Regions from separate parts of the Ovis aries genome. Here region 1 is linked to region 2. Evidence: chromatin contacts called from public Hi-C data. All regions are on one chromosome and are shown on one strand. Each heading gives the region's core, a stretch centred on a gene start, on an enhancer-like site or on the middle of the called end of the contact. The rest is flanking DNA. Distances are from core to core; before and after follow the strand shown.

What was found. Hi-C and Micro-C count contacts between places; a contact is called where the count stands out from the background.
Region 1: a Hi-C map of hypothalamus shows a contact between it and region 2, with 3 times the contacts expected there. The contact joins two enhancer-like sites. A contact is called at or near these places in 7 of 16 Hi-C or Micro-C datasets (blood, hypothalamus, mixed tissues and 3 more).

Annotation. Positions count from the first base shown.
Region 1 is chr5:48,547,553-48,554,445 of ARS-UI_Ramb_v3.0, forward strand. No RefSeq gene overlaps it. Among named protein-coding and RNA genes, the nearest start is that of CXXC5, 40 kb to the left of the region's middle. Within about 2 kb of position 5,174, at least 11 of the 54 cell types and tissues checked have an H3K27ac peak or open chromatin away from gene starts, as enhancers often do. A contact at or near this core is called in hypothalamus, where this site is marked.
Region 2 is chr5:48,495,228-48,501,706 of ARS-UI_Ramb_v3.0, forward strand. No RefSeq gene overlaps it. Among named protein-coding and RNA genes, the nearest start is that of CXXC5, 13 kb to the right of the region's middle. Within about 2 kb of position 1,699, at least 8 of the 54 cell types and tissues checked have an H3K27ac peak or open chromatin away from gene starts, as enhancers often do. A contact at or near this core is called in hypothalamus, where this site is marked.

The DNA of each region.
Region 1 (6,893 bases), core at 3,924-6,423, 56 kb after region 2:
GGCAACTTCGGAAGCTAAGTGGGCGGTCAGGTGGGGGGAACATCTCTGCTATTGTTCCTGAGAGGAGAGAAAGCAGCCAAGTTGGGTGGGGGCTCTGAACCCCCGACCCCTCCCCAGGTGTCACAAGCTCCCTCCGAGCACCTGGAGCTCGGCAGCCTGGCCTGGCACAGCAGGGGCAGGCGGGGTAGTGGGAGGCAGCTTTCAACTTCATCTCTGCCTGGGAAAAATTCCCTTTCATGTGGCTGCCTGTGATCTCTCCAGGCGGCTCTGCCGAAGGGGGGCGTCCAGAGGGGAGCAGGGGGAGGTGTTACAGCCCAGGGCACCCTCACCCCCTGCACAAGGCAAACTGCAGCACCTGCAGAAGCTTCTGGGGACGGGGAGGGCCCTCCTCGGGGGAGTGGGGATGGGAAGCCTGGCCAGCAGGGGGCACCCAGGCAGGAGGCCCCGGCCTGCCCCCGCCGGGCTGCTGGGCTGCTGGCAGTGCATTGGCCGCAGATGGCCTCGGCCAGTCCTCATTGGCATGCCTACAGGTGTGGGGTGGATGGCTCTGGTGCCAGCCCCGAGGGGGGGTATGCCGTGACTCAGCCAGCCTGTCCCCTTTTCGCGTGCCAGCCCGTAGCCCAGCTCCTGGGCTCACCCTCCATCACAGAGAAGCCTGGAGTCTGAGGCCCCGTACCTGTTCCCACTTCGTCCTCTTGGGCTGTGCTTTGTGGAGAGGGCAGGCCTAGGCAGGGGTGGGGATGACTGTGAGGTTGAACACATGATGAGACCTCAGTTACCTCATCTGGGAAATGGGGACAATCATAGTCTCTCCCCCATCAAGTTGCCTGAGGATGAAATGATATCACTCTAGGGAAGGGCCTGGCTCCTTGTAAGCACTCTCAATAGTAGCTGGTGCTGTTATTTTAAAGCTATTATGCACCTAAATCTAACCAAATGTCCCCCACCTCAGGGGGTGCATCCTCCCTAAAGCCCAGCCACCCCAACTCCAATCTCTGCACAGAGTGGCCTAGCTGCTGCCCCAGCCCTGGACCCTGCTCCCACATGTCAGCCTCTTTCTTTTTTAAATATTATCTTTGGTCACACCTTGCAGCTTGTGGAGGTCATAGCTCCCCAACCAGGGACTGAACCTCAGCCCCAGTGCTGGAAGCACTGAGGGACCCCCGGCCCACCAGGGGATTCCCTGTCTGCCTGCTTCTCTCTGGCTCTGTGTCTTGGTGGTCCTTGCTTGCTTCTGATTCCGTTTTCTGTGTTTCATCAGCTTGCCATGAAGTTCTTAGAGGCGGGCTCCCCTGTGGAGCTGAGTGTCCAATTCCCCTCCCTGGGGGTGCCCTCAGCTCCCTTATGCTACAGTTGGGAGCCTGACCTCCTGGTGACCTGAGAGCTTTACCTCAAGTACCCTGTACCCCCACTTGGATGGCAGGGGGTGGTTGGAGAGGCTAGAAGTGAGCGCACCTGGGGCTGGAGATAAAGCCAGCCTCCATGTAGCTCTGTGTGTGTATGTGTGTGAGAGAGAGAGAGAGAGATGCTTCAAGGCCCTGACAACCAGGTGAGGTCTTGAACAGCAGTGTGGCTATACGTGAGACTGAGACATTATGAAAATGGGTCTGTGCAGTGTGTGGTAGGCTGATGTGAGGCCTCATGTGGCCATGGATTAGAATGGGGTGTCAGCGGCCCCACACTTTGGGATGTCCTGTGACACTGCATGTATAATCCTGTGACATTGTTCAATCCTGTAACAGACCCAGTGTGATACCAGGTTGTACAGCTGAACGTGTGGTACTGGATATGCGACACGTACTGTATGGGACACACGACCCTGAGACAGGATTCTGGGTGGTTCTCTGCGGTTTGCGATGCCGTGCCTGTGTGGCCATCTTGGGTGCGGCCCTGGGACTGGTACCAGGATTCTGTGTGAGTGTGTGCTGCCAGCCTGTGATCGTGCTGTGACCTTGTGACGCTGCCTGGGTGTGTGCTCATGACATTGTGTGTCGGTGTGCACCTGGGCTCCCCTCGGTGATGCTCACGTTACGCGCCATGTGTCTTTGTCTACAGCATTTCCTGGGTCTCTGCCCTGACAGCCGTGCCACTCTGGGGACAGAGCGAGGGCCCTGGCAGCCCCTCTTACCCCAGCCTGGCCCTGAGGCCCAGTCTGGGCGGGGGAGCTGGCGTGGGGGCAGCAGGCACAGTTCCCACGGCCACCACAGCCCCTCTCCCAGCCCCACTACCGCCGGCTTCAGCTCTGCAGAATATCCTGGCAACCCCAGCCTCTTTGTTCTCTGTGGCCGCCAAAGGCCTCTCCCCACCCCAGCCTGCCCAGAGCCTGCCAGGCGCCCCCTCCCCCCCACAGCAGTGGGGTTTGGCCTGACCTAGTCCCTTGCTGCCCTTATCCCCTACTCAAACTGGGGCCCCTGTTTCATGCCCTGAACCTGACTCAGCATGCCAGACTGGGCCTCTGACCCCCTGCTGTGAGCCTACTGTCCTTGTGCAGGAAGGAAGCAGGATAGCCCCTGTAATATACTGGGTGACTGTGGGCCAGGAACTAGGCGCTCTGTCTGGGTACTTCTCCTTGGCCCAAGGCTAGTTGGAGGCTGTCTTCAATCTGGGATGGTTTCAATTTGTTCAATAAATTTGCTTCTTTGGCTCCAGAAAATCATCAGGATAGAGATGATCTATTTTACAGATGAGCAACTGAAGCCCAGAGAGAGTTGCAGACACACCCAAGTCACAGAGCAAGATGGTAAAGGGACCTGATTAGAACTTGGACTCCTGGCTGTCAGATGCTTGTGCCAGGCCTCTGGGAGGATCACTTGCTGCCATGGATGGGAAAGAAGGCAGGGCCTGGGAGTCTGAGTCTAGACACATAGGTTCTTCCCTCTTCTTGGTCACTATGTGTCAAAGCCACATTCTGTGTGTGTGTGTGTGCCCTTGTGGATGACCTCAGCTAAATGCCCTTGCCTCTCTATTCCCAGGAAAAAAGGGCAACATAACCAGGGACCATAGGGGGAGGCACTCGGTGGGGTGCTTTGCAGAGCAACAAGGTCACCTCATGGTGCCAAAACCCATAGCACCTCCAACAGGGACATGGGGCTACTGGGCCTGGAGGCAGATTCTGCTGTGGGGCCCCAGTCTCTACTCCCAGAGCCAGCCCAGCTCTGCTGTCACAGAGGCGGTGGTGGTGGCCCCATGGCTCTGCTGCATTCAAGGCCACTTCGGCCTGACCCGATTGCAGCCCCAGCTCCCACTCCCTCCAGGTGCCGGAGATGGATGGATGGAGGTCACTGTTCGCTTGGCCCTGGCCCCCACCACCCACCCACCCACCACCTTGTACTGACGACAGCCAAGGTCGGGGAGGAGCAGGCAGCCACCAGCATGTTATTAATACAGACCTTGACCTAGGCACCCTGCAGGCAGTTAAGCGACACAGAGAGGCCCAGCTGCCCCCCAAGCTCACACAGCCCTGCAAGGAATCCTGTCCCCCGAGGTCTACATCTCCCCCGAGGGCCCCTTGAGGGCTCCTCCTGCCACACCGAGTGGAGAATGGCTGGGGAAGATAGAGGGGGTATGGGAGGGTCCCCCGAGGCCATCGACCCAGCTGCCAGAGCAGACACTTTCATCTCTCTTCGCCTGTCGACCTGCCATCCCTCAGCGGCATTAAATTCCCCTCCTGCCAGAGAACAAGGGCTGCCTCAGATTCCAGGCAGCAGGGCGTGAAGATGGGGTGGGCCCAGGGGAGGGGAGCCAGGCCCTCCAGGGCTCCGGCCTGGGCTGGGGGCAGGGCTTGGGCTGGGCTCTGGCGGCCAGCAACAGGTCCAGATGTAGTCTGTTTCCGGCAACCTTCTCCTCCCTGACTGATGCCTTCCTCCCCTTTCAGGTGCTACCTCCTCAGGAGCTTTCTTAACCCTGCAGGCCATGTCTATTGTCCCAGTGCCACCCCCATCACTGCTGACCACTCTGGGTGACATGGCCTGGCTTCAGGGCTGTGTTCTGCAGCTCAGTGAGGCGTCACTGGCACCAGAAACCTTCCATGGACTGAATACACACATTATCTCCTCTTTCTGGGCACGTTTTCCCTCTTGTGTGTTTCCAGCTCTAGTTGACGTACCAGTCACAGGTGAGGGGAAACGTACCAAAAAGAGCCCTCTTTTCCCAGCCTGCTGGAAACTGCAGATTCTGCATCTCTGCCCTGGTCAGAGGTGCTGATGACATCGCCGCCTCACAAGAGGCAGAGCTTGTTGCCTGTGTGCCAGGCATTGGGTCAGTCCATTGCATTTACCAGCTCACTCCATCCTCACAACCCTGTGAGGACAGCAATGATCAGTTATCCCATTTTCTAGATCAGAAAGTTGAGTTTCAGAGAGGCAGAAGTAGAGAGACATACACAATGTCACAAAGCCAGGTTCCTCTGCTTTCAGATGATAAATACCTGGTGATGCCTCAGGCTTTGGCTGGAAGAACCCCCCCACCCCCACCCCACATGTTGCCTGTGATCCTGCGCAGATGCGGGATTAGGGTCAGACATTACTTACTTAAACTTTTCTGCACTTTTTGACTATTTTTTTAATTTTATTTTTTTTTTCCCAGTAAATATGTATTGCTTTTCAAATCAGAAAGCCCAATAAAGTTCTCTAACCAAAACTTCTTAGGCCCAGGAAGGTTTGGAAACAAAGAGCACAGTGTGGAGTGAGGGTGGGGGGATGAGAAGGGAGCCCAGGATCACAGACCCCTCCCCTGGAATGACAAGATCAGGTATAGGGGCCCCGAAGTGGCTGCAGCCTGAATCTGCAGAAGCCTCCGCCCTTCCACACACCCCCGCCCCTCCCTGACCTGTCCCCATCACCCTCCTAGCCGCTCACCCAGCTCTGAGGCTGCCCAGGAAGGGGCACCGCCTGTGGCTGAGTTGGCTTGGCTGCAGTGGGATCCACAGGCAGCTGCCAGGGTCCGGGGGGAGTGACTGCGAGGGTGAGGGCAAGGGCAGTGCCCGCTGCCGCTGTTGATAAGGCGACGGAGCCCTGGGGAGCGAGGACGCAGTGAAGCCATGGAAACAAGGCTGAGGTGTGAGGCTGAGGCTGGCTCAACCACTTCCCCCAGGTGGCCGCCTCCCAGGCCTGGCGGGGCCCCAGCGAGACAGGTCCACTGGCTCCCTGACCCCGGGGACCGGCTTCTAGCAGGCCGCTGGGTAGGCTTGATGTCACCCCAGCCCTCTTTCCCCAGGGCCAGGCTGGGGTCAAGCCTTGGGCCTGAGTGGGGAGGGCTGGGGACAGGGGCAAGGGTGCTCTGAGCCCTTGGCTCCAAACCCCCCTGACCCCTTCAGTCCCTCCCACTTTCCACCACCCCCTCCTCTCCTATGAATCTGTGTGCATTATTTACCTTAAGCATTTTGATAAATCATAATAGGAGAGACATCTGCCGTCAAAACTGCAAACTGCATTTGGGGCTCAGCTGTCGGTTGAGGGCTAGAGGCTAGGGGGTGCACCAGCTCTGGTGGTCTGAGGGGGATAACACAGACACCCCCTCCTTCCCCTCATCTAGGGCTGAGCCTTGAAGGGGACACAGGCCCCATTATTTGGGACCCCCTCCTCACCAGCTGCTGACCACGAAACCTTCCCAAGGAGTCTATCTACTCCCCCCACCACCCCTGCCTGCCTCCCTCTGCCTCAGAATTAATGCAGCCGTGACAGCGGCTGAGAAGTCCCCGGAGCGGAGATTAACTCCCGGGGCAGCGCGGGCGGGGTTGACCATGGGAGGCTGAGGAGTAGGGGGCTGACGCACAGGCCTCACAAGATTAATCGCCCTGCAGCCGGCTTCATCACGAGGGTGCCCAGTGCTCCAACCCCCACCCCCAGGAGGGACGCTGGGTCCTGTGTTAGGAGCCCGCCCTGCCTCCTGCAGCCCCTGTGGTTCTGACGAGTGGGAGGATTTGAGAAGCCAAGACTGAGTTCTTTCTCATTTTCTCTTCCCTTCCTTGTGGCCTTTGGGGATCCTGAGGACCAAGCAGCAATCCTGGGGCCTCTTTCCCTCCTCTGTTCCCAGCTTGGCTCAGCAGCTGGGAGAGGCGGGGCTCTGACCCTTGCCTGTCTACCTACCACCTGCTAGACCCCACTGATCCCAAAAGCAGAGCTGAGGGGTTGGGGGGTGCTCAAAGAGGGGTGTAATGGATCTGTTTGTCCTAGGCCTGCTGGGCCTGTGGTCCAGCTAGCCCCTTTGACCATCTTGGTGGGTCTGTGGAGACAATGGAGGGAGGGCCATCCCCAGCAGAAACGGTGAGATTGCTGGTTAATACAGCGCTCGGGGCAGGGGCCTGGGTTTTGGGCTTCCTCGGCCAGTTGTCTTTCAGGGGTTGCTGCCAGTGGGACTGAGGTTAGATATGGGAGTACAGTTTCCTAAGCAGGCAGAACCTAAGGGATGCTGAGCTGTGGTTGGCATCCACCTTGACTCTGTAGGTCCAGCTGGAGAACTCTCTTCTCTGTACCCCCTGCCCTGGATGCTCCCATCACAGCCCTGCTGAGATCAGACTGAATGAACCCTCCTCTGTTCACTTGCTGGTCTTCCCAGCTAGAAAGTAAGCTCCAAAGGGGACAGGCTTGTCTACCTGGAACATGTTAGGTACTCAATAATGTGGAATAAATAGCTGAAGTGGAGGTAGAGAACATGGGGTGTGTGCGTGCGTGTGTACCTGCTCAGTCATTCAGTCATGTCTGACTCTTTGCAAACCCAGGCTCCTCTGTCCATGGGAATTTCCCAGGGAAGAATACTGGAGTGGGTTGCCATTTCCTCCTCCGAAGGATCTTCCCGACCCAGGGATCGAACCTGAGTCTCCTGTGTCTCCTGCACTGGCAGGCAGATTCTTTACCACTGTACCACTTGGGAAGCCCAGAGAACATGGGGTGGCC
Region 2 (6,479 bases), core at 449-2,948:
GCTTTGCCCTTTCTCAGTGCCTGTTCCAGGGCTAGTTAAAGAAGAGGTAGAGTCGGACATTTCTGTGACAAGTGATTACTTTTCATCTTTGAATTTTTTGTGGAGCTGCATCTTAACCAGAGCAAACTTCAGATGCCTGTCTTCAAACTGCCTCTCATCAGATGAAGAACGATATGAAGGTCTTATCACCAGAATAGCAGTTTAATAGTTTTCCGCTGCGTGGGGGTTTGTTTACAACCTCCAGTGTGAGTTGTTAGTAGAATGGCCTTTTCCGGGGCTGGGGTTCCTGATGACCTGACGGTGCACACTGAAAACAAATGGTTGATCACTTGGCAAAGTGAAGAAAAAGTTACTAAGTGCCCAGGTCAGGCCTCCGGTGATGGATGTCCAAAGAAGAGCAGTGCCCGCCTTAGTGTGCTGTGTTCCTTTTCAGACTTCTCTAAGGATATGAGCTGAGACAGCAGCCATTTTCCCAGGCACCTCACTTCTTGCCCTGAGTCACTTGTTCTCCTATTTGAATTTCTTCCTAAATACTTAGGAATCTTGATTCTTAAAGGATACTCCCCTACCATAAATTGTAGGGCCTATTAGAGAACAAGAATTACGAGTAGGGAGGGTTTGGCCAGCTTTTTCACCCTTGATTTTCCATAGGAAATGAAGGTAGCTTTGGAAGCTCCATAGCTGCTGCTGCCTAGACCATCTGACTTGGAGGTTTCTAGAAACAATACACAAATACAAACTGACAATTGGGCTCCAGAGCCAGCTCAGGGGTGAGATGTTCCATGCTTGAGTTAGCAAATCTAGATTAACTCCCTGACAGCTGGGGCATGGGATCTACCTCCAGCTAATTGAGGGGCTACTGGTTCTTCTGGGCAGTGTCCCCTCCACCTACATTCTACATCTCTGCCGTCTTTGAATGGTGTGGCTGCTTGCAGGGTGTTGAAGTAAAAGTTGGAAGATGGCATTTCAGAGATGCCCAGGACTTTCAGTCACCTGCTACAGTGTAACAGAAGGAACCAGGGGAACGAAGGCTTTCTGAGATCTGCCAGAGAAGTTGAGCTTTGTCAAAGAATGGCTCTGGGTCATCTAAGCCTGGCCCTTCTTTGGAGGGGGCAAAGAGCATAAGACAGAGTAAGGGGAAGGTTCTGCTGATGCTGCTAAGTCACTTCAGTTGTGTCCAGTTCTGCAACCCCATGGTACCCCAGCAGGCTCCCCTGTCCCTGGGATTCTCTAGGCAAGAACACTGGAGTGGGTTGCCATTTCCTTCTCCAGTGCGTGAAAGTGAAGTTGCTCAGTCGTGTCTGACTCTTAGCGACCCCATGGCTGTAGCCCACCAGGCTCCTCTGTCCATGGGATTTTCCAGGCAAGAGGACTGGAGTGGGGTGCCATTGCCTTCTCCAGTTTTTTAACTTCCAAGCTGGATAGAAAGGATCCTTCAAGTTTGGGGTGTAAATTTTGGGAAGATTTGGCAGAATTTCTTTGTGATTTCTCCTCTTAACACCGTCCCTGGGTTCTTCCCTGCTTATCCTGTCCCCTGCCACCCTCTAACTTTAACTAACAGTTGAGTAGGTTTAAGTTTCTGTGCCCTCAGATGGAGGAGGTGACTGAAAGGGGCTTTTGCTTGGGTAGAGAGTGAGCTGTCTGAGTGGATGCTAGTACCTGAGTTGCCAGCAGAGGGCAGTGGTGACCTATAGCTATAACAGTCATGAAGTGGGTGGTCAGTAAATCTGCTTGGACAGAACCTGGGAGGGGCTTTTGTTGGGCTGGGGAGGCCTGTTTGGGCTTGGCTTTGTTTACAGATTATCCAGAACTGGGTGGCCCGGTGCCTAGCTCAGTTACGCTCCATCATAGCCTTAATCACAGTAAGGAAACAGGTTAGTATTCTAGCCCAAGGTCTGCCAGAAGTATCAAGCCACCTTTTCCCCTCAGCATTGGTATAGTAGCTATGTGCATGTGTGTGGACAGGTTTGTAAGGACCAGGCCAGGGCCTTTGCCACCTAGCTTTAGGTTGCATGGGCACAAAGACCTGTCTGTTACTTCATGTGAATAAAGGGACCCCATATTTCTAGTACTTCTCTGCCTGGTGCCTACCATTAACCTTTCCCCAAAGATTAGGCAGTCCCTATGACTAGCCAACTAGTCTTGCCTGCCTACCTACTCTGGGCAACCAGGACATGACTTCATACCTGAGAGATGGAGGCTGAGGACAGGAGGAACAGAGCTGGGAGTGGTAATAAGACCTGGGAAATATTATTCCCTTGTCCTTTTCAATCTTATCTTGTGTTTAGGGGCCCCAGTCCCCAGTCTTCCAGCCCAACAGCTGTGAGCCTCCAGGGCCACTACCCGGAAGCCAGCTGCCTCTTCTTGGGGAATTCTTTGAAATTCCAGGCTTAGCCATCTGGGTATGCAAATAACTCCAGATTTGCTGAACCCACCAAGTGGTTGCACCCTAGGCAGAGCTGTGAGAATTTAACTGCTACTATCCCCAGATGGGGAAAACTGCCTAGGGGCTCTTGGTGCATGGAACCTATGCTTTTACCTATTGTGAGACTCTTAGAGTGGCAGAGAGGGGAGTCCTGGGGGTTCCCTAGGTCCTGCTTTAATTACTAACTGTATAAGGGATTTTGCATCCAAAGGGTGAGTTGGGAGACCCTTGGAGTCCTCCTGGAGTGTGAAGCTCTCAGCTTCCAGCTCTCAGCCCTGGAATAAGGAGGGAAACCTTGGGTCTGGTGTGGCTGAAAGGATGGGGACTATCTACAGGGAAAGCTTCTGACTTCCTACCATGCTAGATCAGGGAATAGAACTAGCTTAAACAGCCCAGAGTAAGGCCAGCAGTCTGGCCCCCAGAATGCCTTGCTTTCTCTCAGGCCTCCCCCTGGGGCTGGTTATCTGGCTGTAGCAGGAGGAATGTGTGCTCTGAGTGGGGAAGGGGGGTGGCGGCAGGGTCAGGGCAGAAACCTGGGAATGTGGACTGCCTGCCACTGTCCCTGTTGGAGGGAGGGAGCCATGGAGAATGTGGCTGACAGGCCCCAGGCGTGGGAGAGTGTAGGCCTGCTTGTGTGTGTGTGTGTGGGAGGGGGCTGCCCATGTGTGTAGGAACTTGTGAGAGTGTGAGAGAATTGTGAGCATGGACATTCCTTAGTGTTTATGCATATGGGTGTGAGCCTAAACTGTAGCCTTTGAGAAACAGAAGTCAAATCCGGATTTGAATCACAGACCCATAACTTTTCAGTTGTATATTCTTGGGCAACAAATTTCTCTCTCTGTTTGGTTTTCTCATCTAGAAAATGGGTACTTGACCCAACCTGGCCCATAGCAATGCTTGGTGGAAAATGGCCTTAACATATTAAAGGGTTGGAGCTGCCTGTGAATGCTCCTGGATTCAGGGAAGTTGGCCTAGGTAGTTGCACATCTTTGCTGGACTCCTATACAAGCCAGAGGATTTTGAGCAGGACCATCTCCCAGGAAACCCAGGGACTTGGGGCATGTTGTCTGGGCCCCTTTGAGGCCTATACCTTACCCATTTGGGCAAGGCCTGCAAAAATTTACCCAAAAAACAGGCATTTAGATGGACATGCCTAGCCAGCCTGTGTGTCCCTGTACAGGGTCTGTGTCTGTTTCTTTTGGGGAACAAATGAGGGGTCCAGCTACCCTTTCTAGTGGATAAAAACCTGGAATGGAATGCTGGGAAGAGCAGCCTCCAGCCACCTGGGAGTGGGGATGATGTGGATAGAGGCCAGACCTCCCCCACAACTGTTTCTCCATCCTACCTGGAGGAAGCAATAAGGGTTGAGAGGTAATTGTAGCACTGCCCATAGCCCAGGATCCTTGGTTTCCTCCATCCTAGGTCACAGGCTACCTAGTGGTTCTGCAGCTCTTAAAGAGTGCCTGTGTGTGTATATGCACGTGTGCAGGAGGAAGGGAAATACCTGCTCTGGAAGGGGAGCAGGTATTGGAATTTGGACCAACTGGCAAGATTTGGGATCCAGGCACAGAGGTTGAGGGATTAGTCAGATACACAGCCAGACAAGAGAATGTTTGAAGTCTTTCCTGGTGGAACAGTTACGGGGTGCTCCCTGGCTGCAAGGGATTACTGGAAGCCCCTGGGAGGGCCAAGGCCTTAACTGGAGGAAATGAGGGCTCCAGCCCAGCTAGCCCTACAACTGGAACCACAGGAGTGGCTTGTAAGGCTGTGTTGAAGGATCTTCACCTTGTTCCTACACACATGTACCACTAGGAAATGGTGTCTGGGGGTTGGGGGTTGAATTTTTTAATCTGGGGCCAGCCCTCTTTCCTGATTTAGATTTGTAATAGGGAGGGCTCTGGAGCTGATGCCTCCATTTCTATACGGGAAATGAAGCAATGGAGAGACAGATTTGCCATGGTCTTTAAGGAGCTTTCGTGGGAGGTTCTGGGACCCTGTTGGAACTGAGTATATCATTGTTGGGCCTCCTGTGTTCTCAACCTTGTGACAGTGGCAGGAAATGGGGCCAGTAACTATGTACTAGTTGAGCTGTACCTGATGAGAGATTGGAGGTGGTTTCCCCACCAAAGTCCCAGAGTGTGTGTGGCCAGTGTGGCAGTGTACTAAGGGAATTGATATGTGTGACCACTGTGTGAATGAGTATAGCAGTTTGAGTTTGTGATGCTTGGATTGTGTTTCCCAGATGCGTGTAATGGCTGAACTAGTTTTGTTGCTGAGATGAATCAGATTTCTGGAGAGGGATGGACCTATCTGGAGAGAGTGATGTTATTAAGTAGTTATAATCATTACATTGATATGACTTAATTAGTATGTGTTGTGTGTGTTAGTCGCTCAGTCGTGCCCGACTCTGCGACCCCATGGACTGCAATCCACCAGGTTCCTCTGTCCATGAGATTTTCCAGGCAAGGATTCTGGAGTGGGTTGCCATTTCCTTCTCCAGGGGATCTTCCCAACCCAGGGATCAAACCTGGGTCTCCTGCACTGCAGGCAGATTCTTTACCAACTGAGCTACAAGGGAAGCCCAAAATATTTTGGCCACATGGCATGTGGAATCTTAGTTCCTAGATCAGGGATTGAACCTACAACCCCCTACAGTGGAAGCGCAGAGTCTTAACCACTGGACTGCCACGGAATAATCCCAGTACCCACTGTGTTTTGAATGCTTACCAGGTGCTTGGCCCAGTACTAAGTGCCTAACCTGCTCATTGGTTCTGTAAGAGCCCTCAGAGTTAATGCTGGTTTGCCTGTGCCACAATATTTATTTTCCCATGTTATATTCATATTGGGGGGTGAGATTCAGCTGCATCTGTTGTCTTAGTTGCTGAAATGCAATTTGTGGCAGTGTGGGGCCCTGATGTATACCTGGGCTCTCTATCCTTTTGGGTTGCCAATATGGGGCACTGTTGTTTCTTAGTTTTAAGGCCCAATTTGACAATGTTCTTTGAGGTGATGGTGTATAATTCGGCTCTGTGACTTTTTTGTTTTGTTGTGTGACTTTGTTGTGCAACCAGAGTATGTGACTCCCTTCTGTCATGTAGTTGAGACCAGCTAGTGGAATGCATGACTTTTGTGTCTTGGTGATAATTGTAGGTGTCTACTGAAGCGACTTAGCAGCAGTAGCAGCAGCAGTGTAGATCCCCGGTTGTGGTGGTGGTGTGAACTGGTTGTGTGATACTGTGGCTGTATTGTTATTTGTGTGTGTCCGTGGGAACCATTTGTTTGACCCCTTGACCTCCTGCCATAACTTGGGTCAGACACTGTTCAGTTCAGTTCAGTCCAGTCGCTCGGTCGTGTCCGACTCTTTGCGACCCCATGAATCGCAGCACGCCAGGCACTGTAGTAGTGTGCAATAACTCCATGTGGTGAGTGTGCCTCCTTGGTGGGGGCTGTGGCCCATAGTGACCCATCCCTGTACAGACTGTGTGTCCATGTGACCCCATGTGCCGCTGAGGCCCTTATGGGGTCTGCGTGTTATTTGACCTCAGCCGCGGATGCCCCCACCTCTGCCAGCCCCGCTGCCCCTCCCCCGCGCCGCCCGTCCGCGCCTTGCAGCGATCGATCGCCATTGATTGTCCCTGACGAGCTGCTCCACTTTCCAGCCAATGTCAGGAGGGGGGATCTCCGCCGCCCTGGCGGTGTCATTTCCACACACTCCCTGGGCTGCCGCCAGTGCGGGCGCCACTAAGAGCCGGCCTGGATCGCCCGGAGCGCGGACCGCGGACCGCGCCGCCCACACCATTCCAGGACGCCCGACGGCGAGGCCTGACCAGCGCCCCCCCCACCCCCACCTCCGCCTGCCTGGCCTGCGGCCCTGCACCCAGACCCTCCTCCCTGGGTGGGTGGATGTTGTCGATACACCAGTTTGAGCTGGCCCCGGGGAGGGTTGGGGCACGCTCCTTTAGCCTGTGTGCTTGGGTGGGGGCGTGAGGGGCCGTTTCCGGCTGGCGGAGGCGCCTGCGGGCCAACTTTGCCGCGGCCCAAACAGATGCTAATG